Linked DNA regions of Capra hircus: region 2 is linked to region 1. Evidence: chromatin contacts called from public Hi-C data. All regions are on one chromosome and are shown on one strand. Each heading gives the region's core, a stretch centred on a gene start, on an enhancer-like site or on the middle of the called end of the contact. The rest is flanking DNA. Distances are from core to core; before and after follow the strand shown. Region 1 overlaps PTPN4 (tyrosine-protein phosphatase non-receptor type 4). Region 2 holds the start of PTPN4 (tyrosine-protein phosphatase non-receptor type 4).

The links. Hi-C and Micro-C count contacts between places; a contact is called where the count stands out from the background.
Region 2: a Hi-C map of blood shows a contact between it and region 1, with 2.6 times the contacts expected there. The contact joins the promoter of PTPN4 here to the enhancer-like site in region 1. A contact is called at or near these places in 2 of 5 Hi-C or Micro-C datasets (both in blood).

Annotation. Positions count from the first base shown.
Region 1 is chr2:64,440,172-64,446,417 of ARS1.2, reverse strand. PTPN4 (tyrosine-protein phosphatase non-receptor type 4) reads left to right here. Exons shown (of 28, transcript XM_018061760.1): 16 at 3,413-3,572. Among named protein-coding and RNA genes, the nearest start is that of EPB41L5, 56 kb to the right of the region's middle. Within about 2 kb of position 2,432, at least 1 of the 5 cell types and tissues checked has an H3K27ac peak or open chromatin away from gene starts, as enhancers often do.
Region 2 is chr2:64,596,652-64,602,782 of ARS1.2, reverse strand. It overlaps PTPN4 (tyrosine-protein phosphatase non-receptor type 4), which reads left to right and starts at 3,933. Exons shown (of 28, transcript XM_018061760.1): 1 at 3,933-4,423.

The sequences.
Region 1 (6,246 bases), core at 1,183-3,682:
TAATACTTCTACATTAAATATGAACACGGGAGTTATTTCTTAAAATAAGATGAGTTAATATGGGTATGTTTTTAAAATGTAATTGATAGCTTTTGCCCAGAATAAGAATTTTAGGAGTCTGTATTTATATTCTTGATTACTTTTATACACTGTAGAAAGATAGGTAGGTAGAAAGAAAGAAAGAAGAGAGAGTGAATGTTTGGTTATTGAAGTTGAAAAAACAGAAAGGGTAATTGCTGCCAGGATTACTGGGAGAGCACCTAATTAGTGAAAGTTCCCCAGACCAACTATAATAACCCTCTGCAATAATCAGACTTGTGGAGAGCCTGTCTCACTCTCTGTGAAGTTACTTTAACAAAAAAGTAACAAAACAATGAAAGAAGACAGATAGTCCTATCCTGAAATCCAAAATTGTATTGTCTTTTCCTCTCTGAGATCTTGCCTAGTCCTTCCAGCCTGCACTGTATTCTCCTTACCTTTTCTTTAGAGTTCGACTCAAATCCCGACTCAGGCCAGTATACTTAAACTCTCTTCCTTCCTGTGTCTTCCTGCAGACTCTGAATAAGTAAAGGAGAAGGTATAGTCAGACACCTACCAGAGTGTGGGTGGGATTCACGTGGACTGGAATGCCCATGGTCACCCAAAAGCAGCAGCTATCACTTGGCTTTGTTCAGTTGTTAACAACTTGTAATGCTAGTCCATTTTTTCCAGAGCTTCCAAGTTTTTAATTCTGGAAATCCAGATATATAATTTTTTAAATGTAGTCAACTCACAGTTTTACAGTGAACAGGCCAAATGTCTGTAGCTAAAGTTGGCCCAGAAGCCATGAATTTGCAGCCACTGTTCTTGGACAATGATTTCTAATCAAAATGAGTGTTAGTTGTTTAGTCGTGTATGACTGTTCGCAACCCAATGGACTGTAGCCTGCCCGGCTCCTCTGTTCATGGAATTCTCCAGGCAAGAAGACTGGAGTGGGTTGCCATTTCCTTCTCTAGGTGCTAATCAAAAGCACATAATAAAAATCACATCTATAGTTTTTTGGACTGTATACCCCTAGTCTCTAACCCCGGAAGTGCGGATTCAGCAATGAGCAGAATGTCCCATGTTGTCAGTGTGTCAGCGCTGTCCCCTCTTGTAACTGAGTGCTGCCACCATGATGCCCCTGCCCACCAGGCATGGCTCACTTGGACACCGTGCTGCCTATCAGGCTTACATTTGTCCCTGTTGTTTGTCTTGGCACTATGTTTAGACAGCTGAACCAAGGATAAAGATAGTTGCTCTGACTCCATTCCCACCTGATCTTAACCCTATAGTCTTGCCAAGACCTTTAGTTTTAATATGAAATGCTTCCCAGGTGTGACAGCCATACGCAAAACTAAAAAAAAGCTTCTCTTCACCTTCCCCTCATGGTTATACTTAGTCTTAAAGAAGAGATGAGACCTATTGATTAGTCCATGTGAAGTCCAATGACTTCTGGTTTTCGTGAGGTGTTGGAGTATTTTAATCAACTGCCTTTTAGAAATTTCATATCTGAGGCTCTGCCAAGGGTTGCCTACAGTTACCTGTCCTAATCCCCTACAGCAGGCCATGGTGGAAGCACACATCTCTACTGTAATCTGTGAGGACGTTTTCTTGGACCACCAGCCCTTGAATGTATTGGATCTTAGAGGCTTGAGTTCTTGGCAGTTGAAATTAGCAGAATAAAAACTAGTATATCTGGGACCTGGAGTCTCTAGCCATCAAGATAGACCTCAGAGAAGCTTTTGCTGAAATGGGGAGATATGCTGTCTGATGCGGTCTTTATAGACTTACCAGAATTTAGAGCATTTTGAGCCCTGAAGTCTTCCATGTAGACTGCTGAGTGGTTGTTATTGTGTATTTAGCGAGTATAATTTATACTAGATTAGAAGAGCTATATTTTCTCTTAGGAGAAGTTAGATCATTCAGTGTTAATCCTGGCTGACTACCTTGGCACTAAGCAGATTTTAGTATCACTACCATATCTACCAGGTGTCTAGCAGCAAGTCTCTCAGTAAGTTCATAGCTTCTCTACCAAGAGCAGCATGTCTCCAAGAGCCACTCTGGCAGTAACCTCTGTGTCAGTTATCTTAGGCCAAATTATGCCATGGTAGCAGATTCTCCCCACTTACAGTAACATACAACAAGGGTTCTTTCTTCCTTACATTCCGTATACTCACAGATCACCTGTGGCTCTGCTCTGTCATGGTCATTTAAGGCTCAGACTGATAGCAGCCCCTGTTGGGACATGGCTGGTTTCCTGCCTGAGGGAAGAGAGAAACACAAACACAAATATTCCCTTCAGAAGAGACTACTCATATTTCATTGGCCAGAGCACATCATATAGCCAGTCCTAATGTGAGCCAGGGAGGACTGAAGGGTACAGTTCTGCTTCTTGCAGGCCTGTAGATGTGCCTTTAGCATCTGTCCTAATTACCACAGCAGCAGCCATGAGGTTGAGACAGCAGCTGTCAACTCTCTCACCTGTCCTTAGGCAGTGGGATAAAAATTCTTTTATTTTCCCAAAGGATCTTCTGCTACCTCTGAGATAAATAAAAACCCCACTGATGGTCAGTTTTCCCCTTCCGGGTCCCTTCAAGTCCAGGACTTCTATGGACACAGGCTTTCTGGGGTCCAAGTTGAACCACTGGTTCCCCCTTCTGGCCTTTGTGAAAAACTCACCTTTTACTGCATACACTGTGCTCCTTCCTAAAAGGTACATTTTTAACCTTGAGGTTTCCCCTGTCAGACTCAGCTCATCTGCTCCTGCTGCTTCTGCCTCAGGTGTCTGCTTTCTAATGTTAATTGGGTTTTTGCGTCCTCACCTAAAATCAGGTTTTCCCACACTGTCTTCTCCAGTTTTGTCTCCTCAGTGAACTCAGCACTCTTACCCATTGTGTTCATCACTTCCATAAATTGCATTTTATTTCCAAATAAAATGGACAATCCCTTGATTTCTAAGGTGGCACCGAGTATATGTGTTTTAGCTTGGTATCTGTGCACAGCGTGGCTCTCAGTTCTCATCTCTCTGCCTGCCCATAGAACTCCAATGAAGACCTTAGAAAGGGGTTTTTGGAAATATATATACATTGTTATGGTAAATCGATAAATCTCTTCATAGGGGTATCCTTAAAGTATATTTTATTATTTATTACATAAACAGTCTGTAGAATTGTTTACAGATTTGATAAATTAAGAAATTAGATATATTACTTTAAATTTCAAAGTTAAGAAAGTTTTCATTAAACAGTGCACTTGCAAATAAATATGGTATTTAAAGCTTGTCTCCTACTAGACATAGTAAATATGTGAGTTGCTTGACCCTAGCTTTTAAAATAATTATATAAGACAGCTTCCAAAATACTTAATTTTTTCCCCTTCTTTTCCTAACTAGATCACAAGAGACTCCTGGAGATGGGCAGCCTCCAGCTTTACCACCCAAACAATCAAAGAAGAACAGCTGGAGCCAGATTCATTACTCACATTCTCAACAAGATCTGGAAAACCATGTTAATGAAACATTCGATGTTCCATCATCTCCTGAAAAATCTACTGTAAGTAGCTTCTTCAAATATTCTCACATTTAATTGTAAATGAAATTTCTTTCGTACCCTAGCCTGTTTTATCTGTAAATTATATTACAGTACTTTATCTTTTTCATCATATGTTTACTCATAAATTGTGCCACCCTATAACCCAATTGTGGAATTTTCTTTTATCATCGTTTATAAAACATTCATTGCTCTAGAAGTTAATTTTTGACAGATTTGTTGGTTTCAGTCTTGCGAAACACATTTCCAGAACAAATGCTAATAGCCTATTAAATACCATTAATTTTATTATATAATTAAGTGCAGCAACTTTATCATTTTAATCAACCTTTTGAAATTGAATGCAGGTCTTTGGAATATATAATTGCTGTGTTCTTAAAAATATATCCATGAGATATTTTAGTACTTTGTACCAAACAAAAATGGTAAATTTTTAGAATCTCCTGATTTGTGAATTTTCATTGCTTTTTCAAGTAGATGAATCAAAGGTCAGATTGTTAATAAATTTTAAGGATACATTGTGTTTATGAAGAAGTATAGGACAGACAGAAATACGGGTGTATTTCAGGAAACTTAAAGGGATATCAAGGAATAAAGTGAGATACAAGGAGAGGAGGCCCCACAGCAAGTGTGGGTGATGCCAAACGCCCTGCTGGCCATTGCTCACTTACCCTCTTGTTCTTCACCCATAGTCCTCTTGCACTTTCTAAAAGTGAAAAGCCAGAGGCAGCCATTTAAAGTTCTCACACACTCACTGTACCACCACAGACACATCATAGAGATCAAAATCCTTACTCAAAATGAATGACAGCTTTAGTGCTACCTGTGTGGTGATTCCTATGTATCATTCATTGGTTCATAGTTAACTGAGGTCTTTCTTTACCTACTAAGGTAGGTAGTGGTCGGGAAGGTTCCCTGGAGAAGGAAATGGCAACCCACTCCAGTACTCTTGCCTAGTAAACTCCATGGATGGAGGAGCCTGGTGGGCTATAGTCCATGGGTTCGCAGAGAGTCGGACACGACTGAGTGACTCCACTTGGGGCATACAAATACAAATCAGACATCATTCCTCCTATTAAATAACCTACAGTCTAGTTTGTTTTATCACTCAAGCAAAAATTACTTATTGAATACCTGCTCTGTGCCATGCATTGTTATGGGCTCTGGGAATATAGTAGAATAAAATTTAAAAAACTCTGCCTGCAAGGAACTTATATTCTAAGGATAAGGATGAGACAAGCTGTAAACAAAGTAAATAAATTTATAGCCTATTAGATAAATGCTACAGAGACAAGGCAGAAAAGGGCTAGGAAATTTCCAGAGTGGAGTACTACAGTCTTAATGTAGTTTGAGCCAGGGATGAGTTTGGTGATAAACCACATGGATACTTGACAGGAGAGCAGATAAGCCCAGAGAACAACAGTGCAAAGACAGGGTGTGACTGATCCTGTCAGAGGACACCAAGGGGGTCAGTGTGGCCAGAGCAGAATGAGCAAACCAGAAGGAACAGGAAAGGGCCAGATCCTAAATGCCTGGTCTTGTAAAGGTTTTGTCCAGTCTGTAAGTGAGATTGCAAGCAAATGGACATAACTGAGGAGAGAAACAGTGTGCTGTCACTTAGGTTTGAATGGTTTCACTCTGGCTTTTATGTTGAGAAAAAATCAAAAGCAGGGTGGCAGTAGAGAAACTGGCTATGAGGTGTCATCCCATGAAGCAGTGGTGATTGGACCAGCATGGCTGTGGAAGAAATAAGACCATGGCTGAGTTCTGGGGGAGTTTTAGAGTAGAGCTGACACAGTCTGCTGATGGACTGGTTGTAGCGTACTAGGGAGAGAGAATCAAGGATAATAAGAAGATTTGGGGCCTAAACAACTAGGAGGATGAAGTTGCCATTTGCTGGGATGTGAAAGGTTCCAGGTAGAACAGGTGTGGGGGGGATATCGGAAGCTCGATAGGGGCACAGTGATATGTCTGCTAGGAATCCATTTAGAGACATGATTCTGGAGTTGAAGGGAGGGATTGAAGCTGAAGTTATAATGTTGAGAGTTGATGGCATGTAGACAAAATATTTAAAAGCATGAGGCAGGAAGTGTAGAGTGTGCATATTACCTTAATAAGAGATTCTGAAATTTTAGTCCTCCAAGCTATAAAGATGAGGGAGATCAAAGCAAAGGAAACTGAAAAGATGCAGCCAAAATGGTAGGAAAGAGAACTAGCCAGCTAGCTGATGAGAAGAAGGTCACGGAGAGAGTAATCACCTGTGTCAGAAGCTACCAGTGCTTTGAGGACGATGAGTTCTGTAATTAGAAGTGATTTTAGGGAATTCACAATATATAAATACAACTAATTCAGCTGTGGATTTAAGGGAAGATTTCCCAGAAATGATCGTCTCAGACCTGTGTCTTGGAAGGATAAGAAAGAATTAGTCAGATACTTACCTTACAGAATAGGTATACAACATTAAGTGAAAGAAGCTTCTTACAAATGACCATATATTGTGTAATTCTACATACATGAAACGTTCAGAATAGTCAAGTATGTATATATAGAGGGAGAGAAAATAGATGAGTTGAATAAGACTTGGGGGATGGGGGCAAGCAGAGAGGGAGTGACTGATGATGGACACAGGGTTTCTCTGGGGGATGAGGAAAAGGTTCTAAAGTTAAATAGTAGTGGT
Region 2 (6,131 bases), core at 2,684-5,183, 150 kb before region 1:
GCGGGGGGAGACAGTGGTTGGTGAATTGGCCACAAGGCCTGATCAAAGCTCCTTCTCTGCTGCCTTGCAGCTGCCAGAGGTCACTGCCACAGCACAGGCAGCCTGGCTTGGCTGCACAAGCTAGAATGGATGCCTTTTCCATTCTGGCTATAGCTACCCGGGGTTGGGAGTCAGTCACACAGTGCGAGGCCAGTCCTTTCTGCCAACACCCTCCAAGTGTGGACACAACCCTTGCTCCTCACTCCCAAAGCACAGCCAAGAGCAGGCACAGACAAAGGGGAAAAGTCACAGTCAGCAGCACTGTCTGCCAATATTTAGGAATGTTTGCTGCCACTTTGAACTGAAAAAAAAAATCTTGCTAACTCTCAATGTAATATTAAATTATTTAGATTATGTTTCTTTGTTTTGTGTAAACATAAGATTAGGTGTAAAGTACTCATTCTCATAGCCCTTCTACATCTATAAAATGACAATTTTGAACATTTGATTAATAAAGTTAAAAATTCAATTAATGTTAAGTATGTAATGTAAATGATGTTTTGCTGAAATTAATATTTTTTTTGTAATGAGATTCTGAAACTCACTGCTGTGGTAGGGTCTATTTTTTTTTTAATTTTTATTTTTATACTGAAGTATAGTTGATTTACAATGTTGTATTAGTTTCAGGTGTACAGCAAACTGGGTTAGTTATACATATTTGCATATCCTTTTCAGGTTCTTTTCCCATATAGGTTATTACAGAGTATTGAGTATAGTTCCTTGTGCCTTACAGTAGGACCTTGTTGTTTATCTGTTATATGTATAGTAGTGTGTATGTGTTAATCCCCACTTCCTAATTTATCCTTCTGCCCCAATGGTGTTGTCTTTTTTAGACATGAATTTCTGTGAAACTTTTGCACAGGGTACCATGAGGAATATCAATAACCTCAGATATGCAGATGACACCACCCTTATGGCAGAAAGTAAAGATAAACTAAAGAGCCTCTTGATGAGAGTGAAAAAGCTGGCTTAAAACTCAACATTCAGAAAACTAAGATCATGGCGTCTGGTCCCATCACTTCATGGCAAACAGACAGGGAAGCAATAGAAACAGTGAGAGACTTTACTTTTTTGGGCTCCAAAATCACTGCAGATGGTGACGGCAGCCACAAAATTAAAAGATACTTGCTCCTTGGAAGAGAAGTTATGATCAACCTAGACAGCATATTGAATAGCAGAGACATTAGTTTTACAGCAAAGATCCATCTAGTCAAAGCTATGGTTTTTCCAGTAGTCATGTATGGATGTGAGAGTTGGACTATAAAGAAAGCTGAGTGGTGAAGAATTGATGCTTTTAAACTGTGGTGTTGGGGAAGGCTCTTGAGAATCCCTTGGACTGCATGGAGATCCAACCAGTCCATCCTAAAGGAAATCAGTCCTGAATATTCATTGGAAGGGCTGATGCTGAAGCTGAAACTCCCAATACTTTGGCCACCTAATACAAAGAACTGACTCATTTGAAAAGACCCTACTGTTGGGAAAGATTGAAGATGGGAGGAGAAGGGGACAACAGAGGATTGAGATGGTTGGATAGCATCACTGACTTGATGGACATGAGTCTGAGTAAACTCCGGGCATTGATGATGGACAGAGAGGCTTGGCGTGCTGCAGTCCATGGGCTCGCAAAGAGTCGGACACGACTGAATGACTGAACTGAACTGAGCCATGAGGACATTTGACCATCTCCTAGTTAGAAGGCTGTCGTGTCTACAAAGAGTATTCTATTTTTTTTTCTGATTAGCTCAAGAAATGCAAGTTATAATTCTTGGTGCTAAATACAAAATCAAATGCCAGCATTTGATGACAAGGTGGTCATCAAAATTATCCAGAATAGGCATCGATTACTTTTTATAAAGATTATAATTTAAATAAAAACAAACATTTATCCATTTTGATAGATAATTTGCAGATGGTATGATTCAATGTATATGAAATGCCCAGAGTAGGTGAATACCTGGAGGCAGAAAGTAGATTAGTGGTCAGGGGCTAGGGGAGGAGGGAATGAGGAGTGACTGCTAATGGGTATGGGATTCCATTTGGGGGTGATGAAAATATTCCAGAATTAGGTAGAGGTGATGGCTGTACAACTTTGCAAATATACCAAAAAGCACTGTAGTATATGAATTATAACTCAATTTTTAAAAAGTGACTTCATAGTTTTCCTAAAGAATAGTAGATAGATAGATAGTCCATTTACCTAAAGGACTCATCCTGTGGAGTTTTCCAAAACAAAGGGCATCCCCCTCTTGCCTCTCCAATCCTGAGACTCCAGTTATACTTATATTACAATCAAGATTTCTATTTGTATAGAAGGTCACTGTGCTTTATGGATGAGGGTAGGCAGAATGGGCTGAGGGAGAAGGTCTGGAGATATGAAGGTTAGTTGGAGGACTAGTTACAAAGCTCTACAGGACATCAACAAAGACAAATTCAGATCAGGTGAGTGTCACTCAGAGTCACAGCAATTTACCAGATTTGGAGCTGGTACTGGTCTCAAGACCAGCTGGAGCTGGTCTCAAGTACCTTCTCCAAATCGCACCGATTAAAGATTTAAGCATTTCGTTCTCTCAACAAACTTTTTTGACACTGGGCAATGTCACTGTCACCCAGCATCAGAAGGGATACAAAGATGACCAAGACAAGATCCTTGACTCCAGTAGCTCCCCATGGATAGTGGGGATAAAACCTGCACAGGGATAAATATCTTATAATAAAAAGAACACTGTAAAAAAAGGAGGTATAAACCTATAAGTATCATGTCAAAGAGGAAGAAATTCTTACTTTTGGTAGAAGATCCATTGTTGGAGGATGACTGAGTGTAGACAGGATGGAGGTGAAGGGAAGAGCATTTCAGTGGAAGGAACAGTATGAATAAAGGCACAGAGAACAGAGACACAGAAGCCGGAGAACCTGTCTGGGAAGGAGGAAGGAACCTGGCTGGAACCAAGCTGTGGGAAGGAAAGTCAGAACAACATGGACTGATGGGTTGTCTTTTTAAAACAGAAAAACTGAGCCAGGTGAGAGTCCCTAGAAACTGCAAATTTCACAGATCTGTACAGATCTGCAAGGTTTTAGCTTGCAAAAACCCTCCCTGATTAGTAAATAGGCCTTTTGTCGGGTTGGAGGGAAAATGATTTTTGAAAGAATGTTTCATGAAGGACAGCCCTGGTGGGGTGCTGAAGCTAAGAGCGAGGAAGAGCAAGAAGGAGTCTGATGACAGAAGGGGACTCTGACAAAAATGAACGCAAAAATTCCTCCCGCCGTCATTTCCACTATCATCCAGCCCACAGGCATTTGTCTCACCGCCAGTAAGTTTGTATCATCAAAAAGATTTTAGAATCACCTGGCTAAAAACCCTGGCCTGGTGGTAACTGATTCATACACTTGGTTAGCATGAATTAATCTCATATTTAACAGCACATCGCTCCTGGCACACAGAGGCACTCAAACGCTGTAAATGAATGTTGTTTGTTCTTTGTTTCAGGGTCTATATTTAGGAGAGGAAATCATTCAAATCTGCACCCTAAAACCTGTATCCTTTTTCAGCACTGAAGTTGGGACAACCTGGGACCAAAAGGTCCGGTTTTCCACTTTAAACTGAGGTTTTTTTTTCCCCTCTCTGTGGGGGTCCCTCGAGTCTCTAGGTCCAGCGGGGGAGGGTCCCAGTTTCAGTAACCAATCGCCGCGGAGCCACAGCGCCCCGCCCCTCGTAGCCCCTCCCACCCGCTTAGGTCCCTCCTCCCTCGCACCTGCGCGTCCCCCGCGCTCGGGCTGGTGGGGCCGCTTCCAGTCCGCGCCGGCGGGGAGGGGGCTTGGCCTCACCTCTCGCGAGATCGCCTCCCGTGGCCGCGGCCGCAGCTCCGGGCGGCTGACTGGCGGCGTCTGCGCAGCCGCCATGTTCGGTTGCTATGCTGTGGCCTGGGAGACGGGGTGTGCTTGAGGGAGGAGGAGACGGAGTAGGAGGAGGAGGAGGAAGAGGTGGAGGAGGCGGCGGCGGGAGGGACTGAGCGCCCATTGCACTCTCACACACAAACGCTGCTTAGGATTGCCGCCCGTTCGCTCTCGCCGCGCCGTTCCGCTCCTCCTCCTCGCGGCCCCACATTGTTCCCTCAGGACTCCGGGGTCCCCGGGGCTGGATTCTGGGCCCCGCTCCGGGGCCCCCACCCCCGCGACACCGCTGCGGGGCTGGATTAGCTCATCCCCGCAGGGAGGTGCGGGAGCGCGCGGCAGCCCCGCAGTATGAGGTGGTGCCGGCGGCTCGGGGCCGTGGCGCGGCCGCTGCGGCGCCGGCTGCTGGGCGGACGCTGACGGAGCCCCGGGGGCGGCGCGGCCGGGCCTCCAGGCTTTTCTTCTCCAGCCCGGAGGACGCGGCTGGGACACGAAGGTAAGAGGCTCTGGGTCCCGGCCGCCTCTCGGCCCGGCGTGGCACGCGAGGCTGCTACCTGCGGCCCGCCAGGTGGGGCCGGCCGAAGGCGTGAGACTGATTTCAAGTCAGGGGGGAAGGATGCTTTTTGCCTTACTCCCTTTCTTCGTGGGACCCCTGCTCTCAGCCTCCTGGTGTTTTAGTTGGAATCTCTGTTCTGGGGGAGTCAGGGGAGAAGGGATGGAATAGGTGCGGAGATGGAATGTTCCACGGCCCCTAAACTCTAAGTGAGGTTTTAGAATCTTCAGAGTTTTCCATTGGTGGTAGGATTCCTTTTTTAAAAAAAAAATTGGCTCCTTTGAAAGCTTCCTTCTTGCTACTTGGGCATACTGTCCTACCGTTGAAGTTTTAAGCCTTTTATGATTCTGCCTTTGCATGCTTGTGTTTAGAAACCTGTAGTTGAGCCAAAAGAAAAAGTTGAGGTGTAGCAAAATAGACGTACGGATGCGCTTCCCAGGGTTTCCTTAACATGGAGTAGTTTACAGTGGCACATATATACGCACGGATGGTTCTGGGAAACTTAGAATGGGAGACTTTATGCCTGGGAGGCATTGTACGGTGAACCACAGCGGAGGACAATGTGTATGGGTAGGGTTTTTCAGGCGCTTTTTCTAGGACAGTCTGTGTATCTGCAATATACCAACTGCTGTTAAAATCAGAAATTGGAGTAATATTCGGTTTATGTAACCAAATCTTGGGCCCAGTTGCAACATTACAATTTAACCATGTTTATGGAGAAAAAAAATCAAAACGCCCCAAGTATCCGACTTGTAAAGTATGGTTTGAGTAAAAAGAAGACTGTGGGACTGTTAGGCCAGGGTATTTTTTTATCCTGATTTTTGAACCTTAATCTTTGTTGCCAGAGGGGGGGAAAAATGTTTTTTTAAGGGGGAAGGAGATGGCCTTAAAATAAACGATTGTTCAGAGCCCAAAATGTGCTTAATGGAATAGAGCTAGATAGTACATCAGTTAAATCTTGAATTTGAGAAATTCAACCTATATATATATATTTTTTTAAAGGCTTTTTGTAAGCAAAAGTTTTTCTCTACAGAGCTTCTTTACTAACTCATAGTAGAACACAATCATTTTGTGGATCCCACCATTTTTTGTCAGAATAAATTTATGCTCTAATTACCACAGAAGCTATTTTTATGTCTCTCTCTCTCTCTCTTTCTTTAATGGCACACATATCTTTGTCACCTCTTCTTTGAAACATGTGCATGGTCCCACAATATCATGATCTTGAGTGATTTTTAAGAAGAGACTTATGACCTTATTTTTGTATATGGAAGTGTTTGTGACTTAGCTAGCCTATTTTAAACATTTGGCAAGAGATTTTGAAAACAGGGAGCCATCACTGTTTTGCAGTTTTATTGAGTAGGTTAAAATTAGAAAATCATAGGTTCCTCAAAAGTAGTTATGGATGAAGGTGTGGCTTTCTTATTGCCTGTTTTCCTAGAACCTGCTTAGATTATAGGCTGTGGGTATTGAATTGTTTAAACTTTGTGGTTTTCCCCTGATTTTCTAATTGAATATCTTTTAAAATATCCCTAGTAACTTTGTTACTTTAAATTTGTGACACCCGATTTCTAATTTAGACTAGGCATAAACCAGCATTGATTGAACACACTTACTAAAAATACTTTCTGGGTCAGATGTACTTAGAATG